Linked DNA regions of Mus musculus: region 1 is linked to region 2. Evidence: chromatin contacts called from public Hi-C data. All regions are on one chromosome and are shown on one strand. The core of a region is the stretch at or near the end of the contact, and the rest is flanking DNA. Distances in the headings are between cores, read along the strand shown.

Evidence for each region. Hi-C and Micro-C count contacts between places; a contact is called where the count stands out from the background.
Region 1: a Hi-C map of the N1E-115 cell line shows a contact between it and region 2, with 2.1 times the contacts expected there. The contact joins the enhancer-like site here to the promoter of Gucy2g in region 2. A contact is called at or near these places in 5 of 39 promoter capture datasets (the C10 cell line, embryonic stem cells, pre-B cells and 1 more), 1 of 484 Hi-C or Micro-C datasets (the N1E-115 cell line), 3 of 115 datasets of contacts at active chromatin or transcription factors (embryonic stem cells and pancreatic cancer cells) and 1 of 9 other capture datasets (adipose tissue).

The regions. Positions count from the first base shown.
Region 1 is chr19:56,021,174-56,026,392 of GRCm38.p6, reverse strand. No RefSeq gene overlaps it. Among named protein-coding and RNA genes, the nearest start is that of Gm4470, 54 kb to the left of the region's middle. Within about 2 kb of position 3,867, at least 61 of the 459 cell types and tissues checked have an H3K27ac peak or open chromatin away from gene starts, as enhancers often do. A contact at or near this core is called in the N1E-115 cell line, where this site is marked.
Region 2 is chr19:55,238,133-55,243,462 of GRCm38.p6, reverse strand. Gucy2g (guanylate cyclase 2g) reads left to right here and starts at 2,211. Exons shown (of 21, transcript NM_001081076.3): 1 at 2,211-2,610. The coding sequence starts at 2,227.

The DNA of each region.
Region 1 (5,219 bases), core at 2,618-5,117, 780 kb before region 2:
GTTTTCTCAGACACTTGCACCATTTCATACCTCTGTAAAGTCACTTTGAGTGTAAGAAGGAATGTGAATGATTGTGACTCTCACTATTAGTCACTGGCCTGGAGAGAAGGTTTATCACTGTAACAATTTGGACACTATCAGGTGCTCCTCTGGTCCATTCATCCACCAAAGAAGCTATGTGAATGACTTGGACCTTTTTCTTTCTCTTACTTTCTGTATCATCCCAAGTGCTTTTGTTAAAACGAAGATTTTAATAAGTTTTAACTTATTTTCTATTGTTCTTGAGATAGCGCCTCACTGTGAAACAGTCTTCATTCCAACTTGTGGTAATCCTCCTGACTCAGCCTCCCAGGTCCTGAGGTTTAAGTTTGAGCCACTATGGCCAGCTTCTAAATTCTTTAAAAAATGATCTTTTACAAAGGTAATATGTCAATTTACACACATGTGTGGCTACACACGTGGCTCAGCATCCTTATGTGTACTTGTGTGCATGTGCAGTTCCATGTGCGTCTACCCACAGATAGAACTCCTTCAGCTTCTAAACCAAAACTCCACACTCATGGAGTGAAAAGCCTTGTTCCCCCTCCCCCTCCCCCTCCCCCTCCCCTCCCCCTCCCCTTCCATGCAGCCCTGGCAGCTAACATTCTACTCTGTACTGTGGATGTGGGTAGAATTTCCGAGTGGAATATACAGTGTCTGTCTTGTGTCTGTCTTATTTTGCTTAGCACAGTGTTGTCAAGAATCATTCACATTGTAGAATATATGAGAATATCTGTCCTGTTTATGGCTGAATAATGTTCTTTACAGAAATATATATGAATTTGCCTTTTCCTAGATGGATACTGGAGTTGCTCCACCCTTATACTGAATCAGCCATTGGTGAATACATAGCTCTTATTTCCATTAATTTTAACTACTTTGGGCATACACACTCCTTTTCCTTAAAAGAAGCCAAGTAAAATTTGAAATTTTCCCAATATAAAAATTTGAACAGAATACTTGGTGTAGCTCTTCTGAGTTACCACACCACTTTCACTCTTTGGTTTCCTTGGTTTCCGCCCATCATACAGGCGCTTACAGTGTTCACGAGGCCCTGTGCAGGCTTTCCTGTGGTCCTCATCTTTCTGCTTACATTGGCTGATCGAACCCTGATCATAATCCCCTGAAATGTACAGTCTCTGTCTCTGTTTCAGAGACAAAGAATCAGGCAGCAAGCTTGAGTGATTTTCCCAAGGCTGAGATTAAGCACTAGTCTGGGTGGTGACCAAGCACTCATGTAAAACTTTAACATCTCCACTAACGATGTTTCTAGGGGTCCTTGTGCACTTCACGTGTAAGGAGTCCTAAACTGATCCTCAGCTAGACCTGAGCTACCTTTCTGTAAGAAGTGTCCTTTCTCAGAGCCCAGGCTCCTCCTTCTGAGCCCTGGCTCCTCCCCCAGAGCTCAGGCTCCTCCCTCCATCAAAGCCTAGGCTCCTCCCTCAGAGCCCTGGTTCCTCCCTCAGAGCCCTGGCTCGCCATGAGAAACCATGGTACTACACCTGCAGAGTCTCATAGTGTCCTGCTTCCATGTCCTTCTCTCTCACCTCCCACTTGCTCACTCAATCCTGCCCTGCTCCAACTCCCCCTCACACTGCCCTCCCTCTAGCCAGTTCACTGGGCATTTCAAAGCTCAGTCCAAATCAGCTTACACAAAAAGACTTCCGCAGACCACTTAAGAAAGGAGAGCACAGCTGTCCTCCATCATGACTGAAGCTAGGGACCCAAGCGGTGGCACCTGGCTCTTAATCCACGTCTCTGCAGTTGCTGTTCTTTGATAATGACCTGGTTCTTTCCCACACTAGACAGACATTTTTAGTGTAACTCCCCTTTTTATTCACAAGTTATAAATCCTGCATGAATAGCCATTAGCCTAAAATATTTCTTTCAATGTACCTGTTTATAATTTAATAGTTGTAAGGACTATTTTTAGTATTTGCATGAGTTCTCTCTTCTCTTCACAACAACAATGTGTTCTTTGAGAACCTCATACATTCATATGAGGTGTTTTGATCAAATCCAACTCTTGTTCTTTTCCTGTAGTTCCTCCTTTTTCTCTCCTACCAATTTCTCCTCTGAACTTCATGTATTCTTTTTTTTTTATTTGTAACACACTGAGTCCACTAAGTGCTCCCTGTATCGGGGGTTAGGACCATCCACTGAAGACACAGGTAGTCTCTCTCTCTCTCTCTCTCTCTCTCTCTCTCTCTCTCTCTCTCTCTCTCTACCCTCCCTCCCTCCCTTCCTCCTTCCCTTCTACCCTCCCCTTCCCTCTTTCTCCCTTAGCAGACAATTGCAAATAGCTTCTCAACCGGGGGTAGGACTTCATGAGCCCTTCCTGCCCTATAGGTGGCTAGTGCTATGTTAAACGCCATGACCAAAAGAAACTTGGGAAGAAAGAGTGTATGTTTCCATGCAACTCTTGGGTCACAGTCCACCACTGAGGGAAGTCAGAGCAGGAACTCAAGGCAGGAACCTGGAGGAAGAAAATGAAGCAGAGACCATGGAGCAACGCTGCTTACTGGCTCACACTCACCATGGCTTTTCCAGTCGGCTCCCTTATATGACCAAAGACTTTCTTCCCAGGGGATGGCACCACCCACAGTGGGCTGGGACCTACCACATCAATTGTCAATCAAGAAAATATCATACAGGCCAATCTGATGCAGGCATTTTCCCAGATGACTCTAGTTTCTGTCAAGTTATCACAAACCTAAGCAGGACCTTCCTGGCCAATGCTGCCATTCTGGCTAGCTTGATCTGGCTCAGTCCTGACAGCTATGAGCTCCAATATGCAACAGTGCTGCTGGGTCTGGCAGGTTTTGTTTCACTGTTGACTTAAACTGCTCTAGTCACTGTGGAAATCAGTGTAGAGGTTCCTCAAAAGCTAGAAACTTCTTAGATATGCAGGGAGCTTAAATGGTGTTATCGTGTAATAGGGGGCAATGCTGAAATAAAAGGCCAAGCGTTGGGCGTGGGTCAGCTACTTTCCTGATGTCAGTCAGTGGAGTCCTTTAGATTCCCCTGCAAACACAACACGCTGTTGCCATTGCTCTTGGATACCCTTCCCTTGGTGGGAAGAGCCTATTGCTGAAGACCCCACATACTTGAATAATAGGACATAGAGAAATTAAACTGGTACCAACTGGAAGGTTCAACCCTACAGACCTTCTTTACTGAGTATGAAACCCAGCTGGAGTAAAATCTAACATCTCAGCCTCAACGCTTAGCTCTTCTACCGGGAGGACTGTCTATCCTTTGCCCAGCATGGATCTACCATGACTTCGTTGACCGTATTTGGGTCATTTACAAATCCATTCACTAATGGAGAGACAAGGCAGAGGCAGCCCTTGGGAATGATCTAGACTGGAGAGCCCAATAGACAACACTCAGCAGACAGTAGTGGTAATCACAGCCACACTTTGCCTCGGTCCAAGGACAGCATTGGGCAGCAAAATGCTCCCTTCACTCTCCACAGCTTCTGCGGTTATTGCTGCCACTGGTGACCAACTGTAGTCCTCATTCCGCACTGCCAACTCAGATCTGAAAGCTGTGGAAGTCTCCAGCCCAGGCAGCCTTGCTCTCCTTTTCTGGAGCCCACACCACATTATCTAAACGTTTTCATCATCTTCTGCTGCTGCTTCCAGCTCCCTCCTCTCAAGCCTGCCTCATCTGTCATCAGTGCTGGTTTCTTCCTCATCCTAAGGTATAAGAACATGAGGTGCCCAGATGTATGGTGTTTACATCACACAGAACATGAGGCCCTGCTGCTGGCTCCCTGCTCATCCCTGGCTCCTTCCTTGAAGCAGTCCAGGCCTGTGATGATTGCTACAAGCCAAATGGTCACGGACAAGCCGAGTCATTATGCTGCCTCCTCCCCTTGACTCACCGCAGGCCTGACTGCCTCGCATATCTGGTTTCCTCATCAGAAAGAAGCCTGAGCTTTCTGCGCCTTTTGATTGACTGTTAAATGAAAGCCAGGCCCTTGTGTTTGGTGTGGGGTTTTTTGTTTGTTTGGTTTTCCATAGGATGTCATGCTTAATTCATCTCTGGCTGGTCTCCATGGACCAGCCATGACACTTGGCACCTTCTTCTCTTTGTCTCTGGGTTCTCTTCCTGTGTCCCAGCCCCATCTTAGGGAGAAGCATTCTGCCCTCTGAGGCTCACCAAATACCTCCTGTCTATACATGAACTTGAGCCAACATTGCAAACTATCCAGAGGCCAGAGATTTGAGAAATAATGACAATGCCTGTTCAAAATGGTTCGACGCTCCTGAGCAAGACAGCAAAATTGCAGATATGAACCAAAGAAAGGGGAACACAGGACTTTCATTTGCAAGTGGCCCCTTCCCCAGCCGCAGAATGCACTGCTAGCGTAGCGGTTACTGTAGCTCACTAACTTGGCAACCATCACATGCGGTCATTCCCAAAGCCCTTTCACATCCACCGCTCATTTTATCTTCAGCAGCCATATGAATGGGGATGGCTGAGAGGCTGCTCTTACTTAATCTGTTGTGCACGTGGCATGTCCACTTTGAGGGGGTGGCCTCCATGGAGAACCTTTGGGAATGAAATCCCATGTGTGCTTCCCAAGTCTTCCAGACTCAGACACAGGAAGAGCAGGCAGGAGGTCCAGGCAACAATACCCACCTCATGCTTCTGCTGGGTGCACCTTCTCAAGACGCAGACAAGATCCACTGGGACCTGGCACATCCTTTGACATCTGACCCATCTGAGTTACAGGATAGCCCCGCTGTGCAGCTGAATACACCAAATCAAGATGAGGAAGTGTAGATCGATGGCCAGTGGGTCAAAATAGCAACGCATTCCTGCATAGACATATTTATCTGCCTTGCCTCTTGCATGAAGGAGGATTTTCTCCTCTGCACACTTCTGCCAATGACTTCCAGGAAGAATTAAAATGGTGTGACCCTTGACCTGTTCCTCTGTTGCTCCAGAAGAGTAGAAACAGACCATTGTCATATACTATGTCATATACCATTGTCATATACTATGTCATATACCATTGTCATATACTATGGTTATGGGCTGGAGCTGAGAGACTCACAGAATCTCTCTTAAACTCTGAAGTTTGGGTTTTTAGCTTCCTTCAAGTCTGTAGGGAAATACCTGAGGTTCTCTCTAGAAAAGGGACCTTAAGAGCAATGAAGGCAGCATGA
Region 2 (5,330 bases), core at 962-3,461:
TAGTTTCTAAAGCAGTGGTCTTTGAATCCCAAGGAAATTGTTCTGTGGCAAACCCAAGACATGGGATTCCCCCCAGTGGTCATAACTCTTCTGGCTTCCCAAACCCTTGCTATGAACCAAACCTAAAGATCCAGTGGGAAGTTGGAGGTTCATAACCCAGACAGGCAGCAGCTACTTCCCTTAACTTCAGGTGTGGATAGCACAGGCATATGCCTGGAGGAAACCTGTGAGCCAGGTCTGAAAGAGAACTCTCTCCCCTGTTACTTGGAATGCCATCCCATTGAGAGTCTTTGGGATCTTAGGGCAAGAAACTATCAAGTTCACAGGTCTCTCTCCTAGATTCCCACTGCACACAGAAGCAGACAGGCTCCATGGAGTCAATGTCTTTCCCCATAATAGGCCAGGAGTTGCGTATGTCTGTCTCTCTCACATGCCATCTCATGCCAGGTAAGCTAAGTTCCCTTTTCTGCCTCTCTTTCTCTTGGAATAAAAGTCTGAGTGGATTTATTCCAGACCCTTCCCATTGAATTTTACTGAATTCCTACTAAATTGAGGTCTTAGGTTGAGTATGTAGTCTCATAGCCCCCACACAAAGTCCGTCTGAGAGGGATGGTGTTACGCACATGTGAAACCAAGCCACAGTACTATTCGAATTGCCCAAGGCAGAGGATGCCAAGGGATTGGAAGAATTTGTAAGGAGGGAGGTATTAATTTGGTTCAAGACTTTGCACATTAACTCTAGGAGGAGAGACATAGCCTCTGTGTTCTGTGGATTTTGTGTTGTCCATCTGAGTCAGGTCTGGGCTAGGCGTCTGTAAAGGATTACATCCGAAGGGAGAGAAGCAGTGACCAGTCGTTCTTTTCTTCCTCTTAGTGCAGACTATTGGGGCTTCTCAAATCTTAGTCACTGAGACCTAGCACATCTAAGATAAATGAGGACCTCCAATGCAACGTTCCATGAGCACATTCTACATCAGAAGGTCTGGACTGGGGCCCTGGAATCTGTGCTTGTAACTGTCAGGAGACTGGTGGTTTGTAACAGGAAACTTTGAGGATCATAGCAGACGATCACGCTAAAATATCTAAGTATCAGATGAATGGGAGGAACCAGGTTTTAGCCAACTAAAAGCCATGGAAGGTGAGAAGTTGACCATTTAGAATAGATGTGCCTGGGAAATGTCTAGGCCATCTTATCTGGGATGGCTGTGGCCTTCCAAGAGCCTTGTCATCCTCTGATATGTCAGACAGTAAAGAGCTGGCTATCCCCCTACCCTAATCTTCTTGCCATGATCTATATAGAAAGAAGGTCAATATTTATTGACCCATGTTTCTCTAAACCCAGGTGAGAGAGAGAGGGTATGCCTGGTTGGCAGTAACATTAGTTCGCCTGTTCTAAGCGTTTTCTATAAAATGGACTGAGTAGACAATAGCTTCTATTCTTACTAGATCTAATGTTGGTGTGTTGTTTGTTTGTGCATGCGTGTTCATGCATGTGGAGGTCATTAGATATTGTCCACAACTGCTCTTCAACTTATTTTTTGAGACAGGGTATTCCACTGATTCAACTAGACTGGCTGGCTGGCTAGCCACAGGTCCTCCTGTCTCTACCTATCTTGAGTTGGGATTACAGGCAAGCATCACCATGCTCAGCTTTTATAGTGTGTTCAGAGGGTTGAAGCAAAAGTCTTCCCCCGAGCATAGTGAGCACTTTACCAACTGAGCTATCTTCCCAGCCCCTCAAACTAATTTTGATGGAATGGCTTTTTATGTCAGCCTTGTAGCAGGGAATTAGATTTACATCTTCTTGTAATCTTCCCCGCACCACTTTAGAGAAGATGTGCACCAACCATGCCTGGGTCATACAATTAACATGAAGAGCAGTTAGAATTCTAGCACAGGGTCTCTTACTATGTGAGTGAACTCACTGGCTTCACATAGGGTCACGTGACTTGTCCAGCAGCACAAAGGTCATCAGTAATGCCATTGGGCCAACATCCAGGGGCTTCTTGACTTCTCACTTCTGCCTGTTTTCTGTAGCTCTGCTGCCTCTGTATTGTGTTAGGGCCTGCTGAGAAAGAGCTGGTTTCCGTTAATTAGTGACACTGAACAGAAAGCAAGCTGTGATCTCTGGGGACTCTTCACTCTCATATAAGTTCTGGGCACGAATGGTCAAGAGGCTGAGCCTACCAGAGTTGTATAATGATACTTCGTTAGATGCTACTACCCATGGCTTCTAGGACACGCTCTGAGTCTCCACTAGAACCTAGGCTCTATGCTGGGGCAGGAAGCCGTGCAGATCATCCATCTCTGGTTTTGATGCTGTCTGTCGTTATGCTAGTGACTTGTCTCGAAGCTGCTAAGCTCACCGTGGGGTTCCATGCCCCCTGGAACATCTCTCATCCATTTAGTGTTCAAAGGTTGGGGGCAGGACTCCAGACTGTTGTGGACAAGCTCAACTCAGAGCCAGTGGGTCTTGGGAACGTGAGCTGGGAGTTCACTTACACCAATTCAACATGCAGTGCCAAGGAGTCCCTTGCGGTTTTCATCGACCAGGTCCAGAAAGAACACATTTCTGCTCTGTTTGGACCAGCATGCCCAGAAGCAGCAGAGGTAGAGTACGGAGTATTCTAAAAATGATGTTTGAATTTCTACTGAAAGGAGTGAAGTACAGATAAAGACACACATTCCATTCATCTCTTCTTATTGACTTTTACATTTTTGATTAAAAATATAATTGTATATATTCATTGTAGATGGCACTGCATTATATAAGGACATTTTCAGATGGGTATATATTATATAGTTTCATTAGTCTCTGGGCAAAAATCTTAACAATTGCTGTCTAGGTCTTAGTTTTTCTCTTCTCTTCTCTTCTCTTCTCTTCTCTTCTCTTCTCTTCTCTTCTCTTCTCTTCTCTTCTCTTCTCTTCTCTTCTCTTCTCTTCTCTTCTCTTCTCTTCTCTTCTCTTCTCTTCCTCTCCTCTCCTCTCCTCTCCTCTCCTCTCCTCTCCTCTCCTCTCCTCTCCTCTCCTCTCCTCTCCTCTCCTCTCCTCTCCTCTCCTCTCCTCTCCTCTCCTCTCCTTCCTCCCTCCCTCCCTCCCTCTCTCTCTCTCTCTCTCTCTCTCTCTCTTTCTCTCTTTCTTTCTTTCTTTCTTTTTTTGAGACCATGTAACTACAAGAGTTAATGGTATTTAAAGAATACCATTTCTAGGAATGACTAGTTCATGTGCCCTTCCCCTCCTTCTTGTTTGACTCATTGCTTCTTATGTTGTCAGCTACTTGGTTTGGAGAATTTGAGACTGACACCAGGGCTTGTTTTTAAAAATAACTATCAATTGTTAAAGGAGGCTTTCCTTTGGTGTGTATAATAAATTATCCAGGGATGCTCACAGCAAGCTGGAGAGACTACGGCATGACAGATTGGTCTAAGCTACAGCAAATGAGGGAAATGTGCAGTTTGTGGTTCATGGAATTAGCTTAGTCAACGTCCTCGGGTGTCCTGCCATCTGAGAGAGGATGGGGAGGGTGACTAAGAGACCTCAATCCCCCAGTGCTGTGGAACTCTCTGTGGCTGTTGCTGTGAAGCTCAGGTGGCCGTTGAAATGTCTGCCTCTCTGCATTTGACATCTCTCTGGTTAGCTAAATCCTGCCCTTCCTTCAAGGTCAGTTGCGAGTGCTGAGGCCCTGCTCGCCCTCTGCTTTAGTTTTACCTGTCCGTAGTTCCTCAGTTTGGAGTCATTTATCATTAATTTGTTTAAATGTGTATGTGAATATGTCTCATTTTTGTAGGAGGCCAAGCAAGGAAATGCCTCTGAAATACAGACTAGAAAACACTCTTTATTTTCCTCCAGGCATTGAATGTTACTCTTACTTAAGTTCATTTATACATTTTGTTTTATAATCTTTATTGAGGTGAGATTGAAAACCCACACGAATTTGATAATTCATTCCAAATTAACGTTTTTGAAAGTAAAAAAAAAAAAAAGTAATTGATTGCTTCCCTTAATGCCTGTAAATGTACATCTATAAATGCTATAGGGTAGGATGCTTTCCAGGGCTATTCTATATATCTCAGCTCCCATGAGGGGCATTAGCTTCTTTAAAGGTCTCTGAAGTTTTTTGTAAAATGTAATATCTTAAAGAAAACACACAAGAAACTAGTGGATGAGTGAGTACAGGAAGCATTTAAACGGGGGTCTATGGCTTGAGTTCTACTCCCATTACACTACTGTCACCTATGCAATGCGTCCCTGTACCTCCATCGTCCCATCTTTAAGTTGGGAACAATGACCATCTGTATCCATGGAGATACTCCAGAAGCTTAAATAAGTGCTCAGGCCCTCAGTGGGACATCCGCATCATCTCCTCCCCTCCAAGGTCAGGGATCACCAAGGGGACTGATAACAGGAGATGAAGACTGTGGGTGGCTACCACCAAACACTGCTCTCAGAACTCAGAAGGAAAGTTGCAAATATGAGCTCACATCAGCCGTGAGAGCATCACACTCTGTGTGTGAGATCAGGCGAATGAGCTCACATCAGCTGTGAGAGCATCACACGACGTGTGTGAGATCAGGCGAATGAGCTCACATCAGCTGTGAGAGCATCACACGACGTGTGTGAGATCAGGCGAATGAGCTCACATCAGCTGTGAGAGCATCACACGACGTGTGTGAGATCAGGCGAATGAGCTCACATCAGCCATGAGAGTATCACACGACGTGTGTAAGATCAGGCGAAGCAAAATCTAAGCATGGAGGGCGGGGTGGTCAGGACTCCCCACTCCTAGCTGGGAAAAGATTGACAGTTGTTGGCTGATGAGGGAGGGAGAGTTAGTTTTTTTTAGTTTAGTTTTTTTCAATCATGCAGCCTCTGAGAGGCTATCTATGTTCCTGTAGATGGCTACATACCCAAACATGCTACCAGTTCTGACTGGAATCAGTGGGTTAAAAAAACAAAATAAAGTAAAATAAAATAAAATAAAATTCTCATGAGGTTGGGGAGGAATAGTTGGGGAATGGGGTAGAAATTGGAGCTAACGGATGTTGATTGGGTGTTGATTGAAACACATTTTATGCATGTACAAAACTCTCAACCAATAAAAATACCAACTTGGAAACTATTCCATTGAAAACTAAAGATAGAAATTAACATGAACGTTCTTAATTGAGGGACTAGAACATAGCAAGGACTTGAGAAACTCTGCATTTATTATTCCTGTCACCTGAGGTCCCTGCACTACACATTAAAGTTGTAGAAATGACCCACAGGTTCCCTGAACCTGAGCTCTCTGCAGACACCATGTCTGAAGTGTGAGTGTGGGGTCAGCTCC